Regions from separate parts of the Mus musculus genome. Here all the other regions are linked to region 2. Evidence: chromatin contacts called from public promoter capture Hi-C data. All regions are on one chromosome and are shown on one strand. The core of a region is the stretch at or near the end of the contact, and the rest is flanking DNA. Distances in the headings are between cores, read along the strand shown.

What was found. Promoter capture Hi-C pulls out the DNA fragments that hold promoters and counts their contacts.
Region 1: a promoter capture Hi-C map of hippocampal neurons shows a contact between it and region 2, with 5 times the contacts expected there. The contact joins the promoter of Bves here to the promoter of Crybg1 in region 2. A contact is called at or near these places in 2 of 39 promoter capture datasets (hippocampal neurons and pre-B cells) and 1 of 9 other capture datasets (liver).
Region 3: a promoter capture Hi-C map of hippocampal neurons shows a contact between it and region 2, with 4 times the contacts expected there. The contact joins the promoter of Popdc3 here to the promoter of Crybg1 in region 2. A contact is called at or near these places in 4 of 39 promoter capture datasets (hippocampal neurons, liver, pre-B cells and 1 more), 1 of 484 Hi-C or Micro-C datasets (embryonic stem cells), 1 of 115 datasets of contacts at active chromatin or transcription factors (embryonic stem cells) and 2 of 9 other capture datasets (adipose tissue and liver).

The regions. Positions count from the first base shown.
Region 1 is chr10:45,334,178-45,337,700 of GRCm38.p6, reverse strand. Bves (blood vessel epicardial substance) reads right to left here and starts at 1,966. Exons shown (of 8, transcript NM_024285.3): 1 at 1,820-1,966.
Region 2 is chr10:44,146,840-44,150,554 of GRCm38.p6, reverse strand. It overlaps Crybg1 (crystallin beta-gamma domain containing 1), which reads left to right and starts at 1,727. Exons shown (of 22, transcript NM_001368305.1): 1 at 1,727-1,962. The coding sequence starts at 1,796.
Region 3 is chr10:45,287,649-45,291,256 of GRCm38.p6, reverse strand. It overlaps Popdc3 (popeye domain containing 3), which reads right to left and starts at 1,952. Exons shown (of 4, transcript NM_024286.1): 1 at 1,682-1,952. Gm15934 (predicted gene 15934) reads left to right here and starts at 1,841. Exons shown (of 2, transcript NR_155869.1): 1 at 1,841-2,034.

The DNA.
Region 1 (3,523 bases), core at 717-3,216, 1.2 Mb before region 2:
GAAAAAAATAAGAGTCCAACTACCTTCCAAACATCTTAATAAAAATACAAGCTTATCACGATGGGCTGGTTCCAAGAACCCTAAAATGAGTGTGAGTGTCACGCCTGCCTCCTGTTGCCATGGCTACCCAATGTCCTGTGGGAGGCAGGGATAATCCGTACACTCCCAAGACCCTATAGATAATGTCACTGGGGAAGAGCCTAAGGAGATGAGCCTGAAACATAACACATATGTAAAAATCATTTTTCAATCATACTTTCCTGCATTTGATCAGCTTCTATACCACAAGCCAGCCAATGTTGCCTCTCTTTTTAATCTGTGCCTCAATCCCAACCCCAGCCCCAACCCCATCCCTGCCCCTAGGACTAGAGACAGCTTTACTACAGGGTCTTAAAAACTCAGTCGAAACTGGGCAGTGGTGGCACACGCCTTTAATCCCAGCACTTAGGAGGCAGAGGCAGATATATTTCTGAGTTTTGAGGCCAGCCTGGTCTACAGAGAGAGTCAGGGCTACACAGAAAACCCCTAAAAACAAAACAAAACAACAACAACAAAAAAACTCAGTCGGGTTGTGATGTTCAAAAGCAGATTTTTGTACTAAATTAATCGACACAAACACCCCCTCATATTTCGCCTATGCTACCTCCTAATCTGCTATAGTTCACTTTTAGGTTTTAGAAGTGGCATTAAAAGCTTACATTTCTGGTCAAAGGAAATTGGCAAGGAAAACTATTATTTTCCTCAAAACCAGAAAATATTAATAGCTATTAAAATGCATTACATGTGTTTATTTCTACAGTGGTGTACGGGTGCATAAGTCAGAGGACAGCTTGCTGGAGACTCTCCCCTTCCACTTCGCGGGTCCTGGGGATACAACCCAGGTTGCCAGGCGTGCTGGCATGTACCTTCACGGCCTGAGCTCTTTCACCGGCCCTAAATGGCCAGGTTTAAATGCAGGCATATTGTAGAACATACTTTGCTACGCTACACTTATTAAAGATACGCAAATGTTATATGCAGCTGTAGATATATAGTTACATATATTGCTGTGAAATGCTTCTTACCTGTCATAAATCAGTTCAATTTTTTTTCGCTATCCAATGACTTAGTCTAACGGCCTGCTTAATCACTTCTTAATAGGTTTAAGTGGCCTACACTGAACTGCCCTTATACGAATAATGAATGATGATCTAATGAAGAAGGTTAGATTACTGGATGAATTTGTAAACTGTCAAAATCAGAACGTCATCTTTCTCATCAGATCCTCCACGTCTAATTCCCCAAATTACTCACTGTAGTAAAAGCGTGCCCATCTACTGGTTTTCAAATAGGCATCTGCAGGTCTACATACCTGACCGAGGAAGCAAGCTAGCACATTAAACCTTGACCAAATTAGAAAAAAAAAAAAAAAAAAAAAAAAAAAAAAAAAAAAAAAAGAAGAAGATGAATAGCGATGAGCAAAAACCTTTTGAGGAGACGCGCAATTCACTGATATTTTCCCGGACTCTCCGCGCACCTCCGGGCGGCTCGGGGCGACGGTTTTGTGGGATCCGTCTGGCAGCCACCCGTTTCTCTAGGACGCGGGCGGGTGGCGAGGACCCGTGGCTCCCACTGCTCCCCCACCCGGGACCCGCTCGCCCTGCTCTCACAGCAGTGTCAGCGTCCACAGCTCCGCGGCCCCCCGCTGTCCCGCCGAGGGACCGGGGCGCGGGCAGGCGAAGGGCGGCTGCAAGGACGACGCGGGACGCGGGCGCATCGCAAGTTGCTCGGCCGCTCCGTGCCCAACTTTCCCGCGCGATCGCGCGCTCTGGCTCCTTACCTTGCGCGTCCCGGGGCCCGGGGGCGGCGGCGCGCGCAAAGTTTGCGACGGCGGCGGCGGCGGCGAGCGGCGGTGGCTGGACGGGCTCGCGGCGGGTCCCCAGGCAGCGCGGCCCCGGCCCGCTCCCCGTTCGCGGAGGCTTTGACTAAAATAGGCATCCCGGCGGCCGGCTGGGGCGCACGGCGCACGCGCCGCCCGAGGTCGCCCCCGCGGGCGGAGCCCCGCTCCCCGCAGACCCGCTGCCTGGCCCACCGCGTGCGCGCGCCCGCTCCCGCGCTTCCTTGTTTGGGCATGAGTGGGGACACGCGCGGACGCGGGTCGCCCCCCGCTGGAAAGGGCAGGGGAGTGAGGACAGACCCCTCGGAGAGTTGCCCGAGGCTCGGAGGGCGCTGTTGCTCCGAGACACCTGATAGCCCAGCCAGATCCCACCTACAAGCTAGCAGGCTGGATTTCAAAGGAGCGAGGTTAAATGCTTACATTTAGGACCAGAAATTGAGAAAAAATAGGATATGGACATATTCTTCAATCAGTATTTATACTGGACATGGTATACCGGACCAGATAAGAAATGCAAGAAAGTTCACAGTAATGAAAAATCGGTGGGATGAAGTTTATAGGACAAATAGAAAGGTTAAATGGACATCCGATAACCACCAAGTGTCCTCTGTGTGACAGAGAACGCAGTCCTGTGGGATCAAAGATCAAAACAGAACCCCCGCTATGTCAGGATGCGTATAGAGTACCCCCGAGGTGCACATTGGTCCAATCTGCCTAGTAGAGAGCACGCCTGCTATTCCAGAGCCAAGTAGTATAGACCAAGTTGCAATCTGTCTGCTCCAGTTGGCTCTGGGGCATTCCCCACAGGCCCCTGTGTTGATGGCTTGGCTTGGTCCCAGCATTATTGAACCTTTAAAATCTTTAAAGAGGAGTTGGCTCAGTAGTAAAGTGCTTACCAGCGAGAAGCCTGAGTTTTCAGTTCCACAACGCAGGATGCAACAGCCTAAAACCTGTTATCCCAGTGTATCCATGGGGACAGGGGAGAGTCCCTGGGAACTTCAGTGGCAGGGCAGGAAAAGTAAGTCTCAAAGAAGGTGGATGGCAGGAGATCACAGTGGCGGTTTTCCTCTTTCCTCCACCTCAAGAGAGCCTGCTCTCAAATCTCTCCCTCCCCCCATCTCACCTTCATGCCCATGCTCTCCCCACGCGCTCTCCTCTTTCCCCCTCTTCCTCTCTTCATGAGTGTATGTCCCAGGGCATGCAGAGGGACCATCAGTCTTGTCTTGTGAGTCTCGCATTAACCTGAAAGTTCCCGGTTAAGCTAGTCTAGCGGACCAGGGAGCCTCAAGGAACCTGCCTGTCACACCCTCACCAGTTTGGGATTACAAACTGAACCTCCACATCCGACTTTTTAACATGGATTTGGGGGATCAAACTTCTGTCTTCATTCTTGTGCAGCAAGGACTTTACTAACTGAACCATGTCTCCAGCCCCTTAGGGTTGTGTTGAGAGCTGAATTTCATCACACCCGCAAAGGTTTTAGAATGGTGTTAATGCAGATTCTGGGTGTTTTATCGCTAACTATTCAGTCTGTTAATTTCTAGATGTTCTGTCTGCCATTTTGGCTCCCACAATTAAATACATTCGAGGTATGGGTGTGGATCGCTGTAAATAAAAGGTTTCCCTGTGTGGCTGTTTGTTCATTGG
Region 2 (3,715 bases), core at 478-2,977:
AAGAGCAGTCCACTGCTCTTCCAGAGGTCCTGGGTTCAATTCCCAGCAACCACATGGTGGCTCACAACCATCTGTAATGGGATTTGAGTCCCTCTTCCTTCATGCAGGTGTACATGCAGATAGAACAAACGCACACACATAAATACACAAACATAATATATATGTGTGTGTGTATGTGTGTGTGTGTACAGATCTTTTAAAATTTGGAATTTTTTAAACACTTTTGAAGAAACATGAAAATGCTACAAAACCATTTGTTACCTTGTCCCTGCAGGATTCACCAGTGCTGAGCATATATGCACATCCTCTTACTGAGTTTGAACCCCTGTGTGTGTCTCCAATAGAAATGAATGCTTATGTCTGAGGACCACACCAGCTTTACTTATAATAACTCCAACATGAAAACAATCTATATGTCCACCCACAGTTGACTATGGGATAGTCATACCATGCAATAGGAGTACACATTTTTTAATGGCCAGAAGCAAGAATATAAATAATTTTCACACACTAATACCGAGTGGAGGTATTTTCTTTCCTTTTGTTGTTGTTTTGTTTCATTTTTGTTATGTTTTTTGGTTTGTTTTGGTTTTGGTTTATTGAGACAAGGTTTCTCTGTGTAGCTCTGGCTGTCCAGGAACTCACTCTGTAGACCACCAGGGTGGCCTGAAACTTACAGAGATCTGTCTGCCTCTGCCTCTCAAGTGCTGGAATAACAGGCATGTGTTCCTGGGCCCACCATGATTTGTATGCTTTAACCACAATGTAGTCTATATCTTGTAACAAACGTAAAGAAAATAATGGAATAATAATGCATGTTCTCTGGATGAGTAAGTGAAGGATTGAAATCATGAGCTGCATCTGCAAAGAAGCGAAGAAGAAGGCTTTGCAGCGTGGTGGCATTCCGTTTTAGAGCAGTGGTCTTAAGCCTCTTCGTATGTTAATGATGTCCAAAGGATTGTTACTGAACTTCCTTCGCTTAATACCACTGCCTTTGCATATTAGTGCTGCTTAAGTAAAGAAAGTTACTAGCAGTAAAAGATGTGACGCATACCTTATGGGTCTGACGTTCAATTCACTGTGAGGCGTATATTGAGCCCTTTCAGAACTGCAAAGCTTCGCTAATGTCCTTCTCCGTGTGGTTTTTAATCCCTTGATGCTTTACGGGATGCGAATCCAAACTAATTCTTCAGACTCTTGAGGAGAGTGGAGAAGTTGGCACTCCCGTGCTTACAAACAGCATCACAAACCGCCCAGCACGTGATTGCCCAAACCACCCAGAGTGAAGGAGTCCTAATTGCTGGGCGGCCTGGACAGGGGACGTGCCTCTCCCATCCTTCTCCAGATGGGGTTGGCTAAGCAGCCACTCACCCAGCCAGCCGGATTGCCAAGAGCTGCCAAGGAACTCCAGTGGGTGACCCACTGCAGCTGCACCCCTGCTATTACAGAAACCGGACCAGGCTCCGGTTGGGGGGGGGCAGTTCCCGACATGTCCGGTAGGGGGCGGCGCTGCGCCGCATCCGGGGGCGAGGGGCGGGATTGTGGTACCCGAGGCTCCCGAGACCTCTGCACCTGGCCGCGCGGGGGCACTGTGGAGCGACCCAGCCAGCTCCCGCCTCCCAGCCTTGCTTAGTCGCTGTCCTTTAACCCTCCACTGTCCCTCGCAGGGGCAAGGGGGCGGGGTCCGGCGCCGAGCGTGATAGGGCAGGCAAGCGAGCGCCCAGGTGAGTTCTTCCAGCACCGCTGGGCCCCGGGGAGGACTGAGTCTGAGCCCGCAGAAGAGGCACAAGAGGAGATGCCGTTGTCGCCACCATCGCAGGGCGACCCCAGGGAGGCCAGCCCGTCCAAGGCCCCCAAGAAACACCCCACCTTCCATATCTGGCGCTCCAAGAAGAAGCAGTCTCCATCGTCCAGCTGTGGGGTGTTTATCCCTCACCCGCCCGGGGCTTTCGGGGAGACCAGGTAAGCGCTGAGTGTTCCGATCCCCTCCTGCTCCGTGGCTCAGCCGGTTTTGCAAAGTTCGTCCCGCCCCGAAACTATACCACAGGGTCCAGGACCCTCAGCCTGTACTCTAGAGTCTCATTCATGGGACCTTAGTTTTGACTTTCTTAAGTCTGCACCTGCAGCTGAGAAAAGCAGGGCAGCCAAGGGTTGGAATCAAAAATGAATGCCTTTAGGAATGCCTTGGAGCTCTGGAAATACTCTAATTTTAGCGCCTTAATCGTAAAGTACCTCATGTTCATGGATATTAGTCTCCACTATTCTCACAGATCCAGAGGAGGAGGAAGTAGAGGGGCTAGCTGACTCTATTAAATGGATAGAGAAAAGGTGGCCTTGGGGTAAATGTCCCCCAGAGACTCAGTGAGTAGCCAAACCAGGGAGTACCTCGTTCTTAAAATATAAGGATTGCGACTGTACCTTAGTGACAGGGTGCTGGCCCAGCTTGTGACAGTCCCAAGGTTCACGTCTCAACACCAAAAGGAAAAAAACTTGGCTCCTGTTTTAAATTATACATAGATTGTGTGTGTGTGTGTGTGTGTGTGTGTGTTGGTTTTATTGTGCATGTGTAACTTTCAGTTATCCTATCAGAATTGATGGTTAGTTTCCTGTCTATCAAAATGTAATAACACACGACTCTTGGTATTTTATTCAAGAGAAAACAAACTGATACCAAAGTGACAAGTAGATTTTCCTTCTCGAACCTTTCTGTGTTTTAGGCCATCAGGAAACACTTCATTCTGTCCTTCAGAACTCCGAGGAACTCTGTGTTAACAAAAGCTCTGGAAACAAATGTACTTGCCAGCCCTTGGGATATTTTTCTAGTCTGGGCATCTTTACAAGCATTTCACTCCACCTGGGAGGAAGTTCTAGAAGTTCAAAGCAGACGGCCAGATGATCAGTGCAGCTTCCACTGCGCCCAGGTCCTAGCACAGACTTTATTGTTGTTGTTTTCATTATCACTTAGAGTCCCAGGTTTAGCCCAGACCCAACGGAACCTTCACCCTCATTCCACAGCCTTCCGGGCACTGGGAATTCAGGCTGTGTTGCCATCACAGCTTCCTTCCCCATCCCTCATCATCTCTAGAACATTCTTAATACCGAATATGCTATAAGTGCTGTATACGTGGTGGTGAAATATCTTACTTAGGAAATAATGTCAAGGAAAAATAGTTGTATAGACAATACAGATACAGTATTTTTCACTAGTATTTTCTCTCTATTTTTAAATTTAGTATTTACTTTTAATGGTGTGTGTGTGTGTCTGTCTGTGTGTGTGTGTGTGTGTGTGCACGTGCGCATTGCACAGACACCCTAGGACATCAGGTCCTTTGGAACTGCTGTTACAGGCTGTTCTAAGCTGCCAGATTCAGAGGTTCAGCATAAAGAATGTGGGTTCTCTACATCCTTTACCACTGAGCAATCTCTTCCCTCTCTGGTATTTTCAATGTTTGCTTGAGATGTGGAAGTTGATGGTATGAGAAAACAAAATAAAACCTCTCTACTGCCCACCCCCCTATCAGGGTTTGGTATCGTCCACAGTTTCAGGTGTCCAGTGGGCTGTCTTGAAATTATCTTCCCTCGTCTCAGGATAAAGGAGACTACTATGTTACTTGTCTCAAACATGAGTTTAAAACTCGTATAAAAGCAAAGCTATAGAGGGAGAAATGGGAAGTAGGGTAGGATGGGGAAGTGCCTCTTTTGCTAGAAGAGCTGA
Region 3 (3,608 bases), core at 703-3,202, 1.1 Mb before region 2:
ACTCCAGGTGATTTAATCCATCAAGTTCTAGTTATTTATTTTAGTTAATACCAATAATAATTTTTCCATTAACATATTTTACCCAATTTCTATACTTAGATAAAGGAGGATTTTTCCCTCTTTCCTTTAAAAAATGTAATTAGTAATTTAATATGTTCCTCTTTTCCACAGGTAAATTCAATCAAACTCTGTATCACTCATAACCCTAGCTGAACAGTATAATTACAAAAAAAAAAAAAAAAACCCTCAACAGGTTTGCATATCCATCATAGACATTTTCCAAAGCAGTTTTGAAATCTGCTTTGTTACACATCATAGCGAATGCTTCCAGATTCTCCTGGTCAGAAAGAGCAGACAGAGGGGCTGTAGCTGTCCACGTGAGCCTTGAAGATTGTACTCTGGGATCTTGGCTTCCTGTGACATCAACAGCATAGAACGAACGAAAGCATTCTCAAGCACAGGCTACACAATGATTCAGCTATTTTGAAAAACTAATTGGATTAATAAGCTTAACTATTGAATGCCTCCTGTTTAACCATAAAGTTTTGACAACAGAGAATGCTTTAGATTTCAGTTTGGCTTAGTATCTCAAACTATTGAAGACCACACACAGATTTTCCAGGACAGAAGAACCTCGGGTTATTTGGAAACTGGAACCAATTAATCCCTTTATTTTTGCAAATGGGGAAACTGAGGTCCATTTTTTTTGTTTGTGTCTATAGCTCTGTTGCTGTTGTTTTCTACCATGAAGGACAACACCTAATTACTGTACTAGCTTAGAATAAATATTTCGTGCAATAGATTTTAGAATTAAAAAATGAGCAGGGAAACAAAATAGTCACAAAAGGCAACAACAACAGGCACCAATAATACTTTTTCCAAGGCTGTCACTAAGTTTAATTGCACTTTTGCAAGCGTGCAAATTGAAACAGAAACATCAGGAGGGTGGGTAATTTTGTTATTTTTGATTCAATTTTCTTTTAAAAGTGGGATTCTAAACCTACTTTCCATTAATTTATTAAATGTTTATCCTTTTAGTATTTTTTTCTTTTTCTTTTTTTCTTTTTCACTTTCCCCAGATGTTACCTGGCTGAAATTTCTCCCCCTCGATCTTTGTACTGCATTTTGACACTGTCTTTGATCCTTTCCTACAATACAGACTCTCAAAACTAAACCGCTAAAACCAATCTTGATGATGAGATGACATGTGGGGTGTATAAATGTCGTTCTTTCTCTGGCAAGGGGATCTCCAAGTACAGAAAGCAGGTCAGAGTCTAGCTGCCCTTTGACCCCAGCACCTACCACACGCCCTAACTGCACAGACCCCAGTTGGGGTCTTAGTCTTGGAAAGGAAAGTGTTACAGGGCATGACTCGCCCATGGTGAAACGCACACCTGCCAGGGCCCCAGGATCTGCTTTTCCTCTCGAAATATTTTCCTTGGGGCACCAGGTGCCTAGGGCGCCGCGAAGGTTCTGGAGCACTGGTCTGGCAGCTTCGTTGGGGGGAGGACCGCTCGCTCTCCCGCGATCCCTAGGGGAGCTGCAAGCCACGCGGCGCGCACCGGGCTCCAGGGCGCGCACAGAGGGGACGCGCAACGGGGGTCTGAGCCTTTCCCCGTTCCCGGTCCGGGCAGCCCTGCGAAGTTGCTGGGCTGCCACTCCCGCGCGGCTCTCAGCTTACCTTCCCGGCCTTCACGACGCTCCCGATGGAGCCCGTAGAACTTTCCAGCCGAGTGAGCAGTGGCAGGCGGCTCTGGTGACTCGAAAACCCACGGTCCGAACCGCTCTCGCCCCGCTGCCCGCCCGCACCCGCCGGGATCCCGGACGCGTCCTCCCGCGCCCGCTCAAGCAGGGCGCAGCCGATCAGAGCCGCTCCCAGCGGCGGGGACGGGCTCGGGCGCGCGCTCCGAGGCAGGCGGGCAGCCAGCGGGTGCCAGCAGGGTGCGGAACTCGCGAGGCTCTAAGTTGGTAAAGACTCATGGTAACCAGTCTTCGGCCCAGACCCTGGGCTACCCTTGGTGGAGAGTGATGGAGGTGAGCACCAGCACGGGAAGCAACTATCTGCCTTCTCACCCGGCCACAGACAAGAAAAATCACCAGAGAGGTGTGGGATATATATGTGTACTGGGCAGAAAAGGGGCAGTGTTTATTTGTGAGTAAATAGGTTGGTTAAAGGGGGAAAAAAAAGATAAAGGACATAGATCATAAAAGACAAAACACAAATGCCACATAAGTTCAAATAATAGGAAAAAGGGGGGGAGGGGCAATTTAAAGCAAGTGTCACATGCATTTTTGCCTCTATGAGGTTTTTATTTTCTTCAGTAGACCAAACTACGTGGTAACTGTGAATAAATACGGGCATGACCTTTCCAAGTCGTGTTTGAGGAGGTTTTTACTGTAGATACTAGCGGGAGTATAGCCCGAGGCATCTGAAAGAGTCTAGAACAGGGAGAGTTTGTAGAACACTGAATATGAGCCACAGACTGAACCAGGCCATGCGAAGGTGGCACATGGGGTGGGGGTGAGGAAGAGAAGAAGAGAAGACAGAGAAGACGTAGATAAAGATCGCGGAGAGCTAAAAGCCAAGAGAAGGAACGACCAAAATGTCAGGATCCTGTAGGAACACGCAGCTGGGCGAAGGAAAGCAGGGGTAAAGAAGTTTAGGGTGGAGGGTGGGGTGAGAAGAGCTGAGACTAGCCAGGATGCTAGCAGGTACTTGCAAGGTGGAGACAGTGCTTTGATATGCTAATAGCACCGCAGTTAACTCTGAGTTTCCTTTGGACCTGACCAAAGGAGGAAAAATGAGACACACAACTTAAAGATTTCAGTGCCATCCTTTTTGCTGATTTTCATTTTATATAACCATTCTGGTAGAGATGACTCCAAGAAGGACATTTTTTTTTCTCGTGTTTTTTATTTGTTTTATTAGGTAATTTATTTTATTAGTTAGTTAATTTGTTTATTTGTTTGTTTGTTTGATTGATTTAGTAGTTACTTTGTTTGTTTGTTTGTTTGCTTGCTTTCTTGTTTTGAGACTGGGTCCCTCCACACAGCCCTGGCTGTTCTGAAACTCACTATATGGTTTAGACTGGCCACAAACTCAAAGGGATCCACCTGCCTCTGCCTCTCTGCCTCTGCCTCTCTGCCTCTGCCTCTGCCTCTGCCTCTGCCTCTGCCTCTGCCTCTGCCTCTGCCTCTGCCTCTGCCTCTGCCTCTGCCTCTGCCTCTGCCTCTGCCTCTGCCTCTGCCTCTGCCTCTGCCTCTGCCTCTGCCTCTGCCTCTGCCTCTGCCTCTGCCTCTGCCTCTGCCTCTGCCTCTGCCTCTGCCTCTGCCTCTGCCTCTGCCTCTGCCTCCCCAGTGCTGGGATTCAAGGAGTGTACATCACACTCAGCTCATTTTTCTAGTTTTAAAAACATGTATTATCACTGTTTATGTGTCTGCTGTGCAGAGGGGACTGGAGGACAGAGGACAACTTTGTGTAAGAGGTTCCTCTTATTCCACCTTTTCATGGGTTCTGCGGATCCAACGTGGATCATCAAGCTTGGCCATCTGGGCCAATCTGGGCCATCTTTTTGGTCCCCATGACAAACATTATTTATTGAGTAATC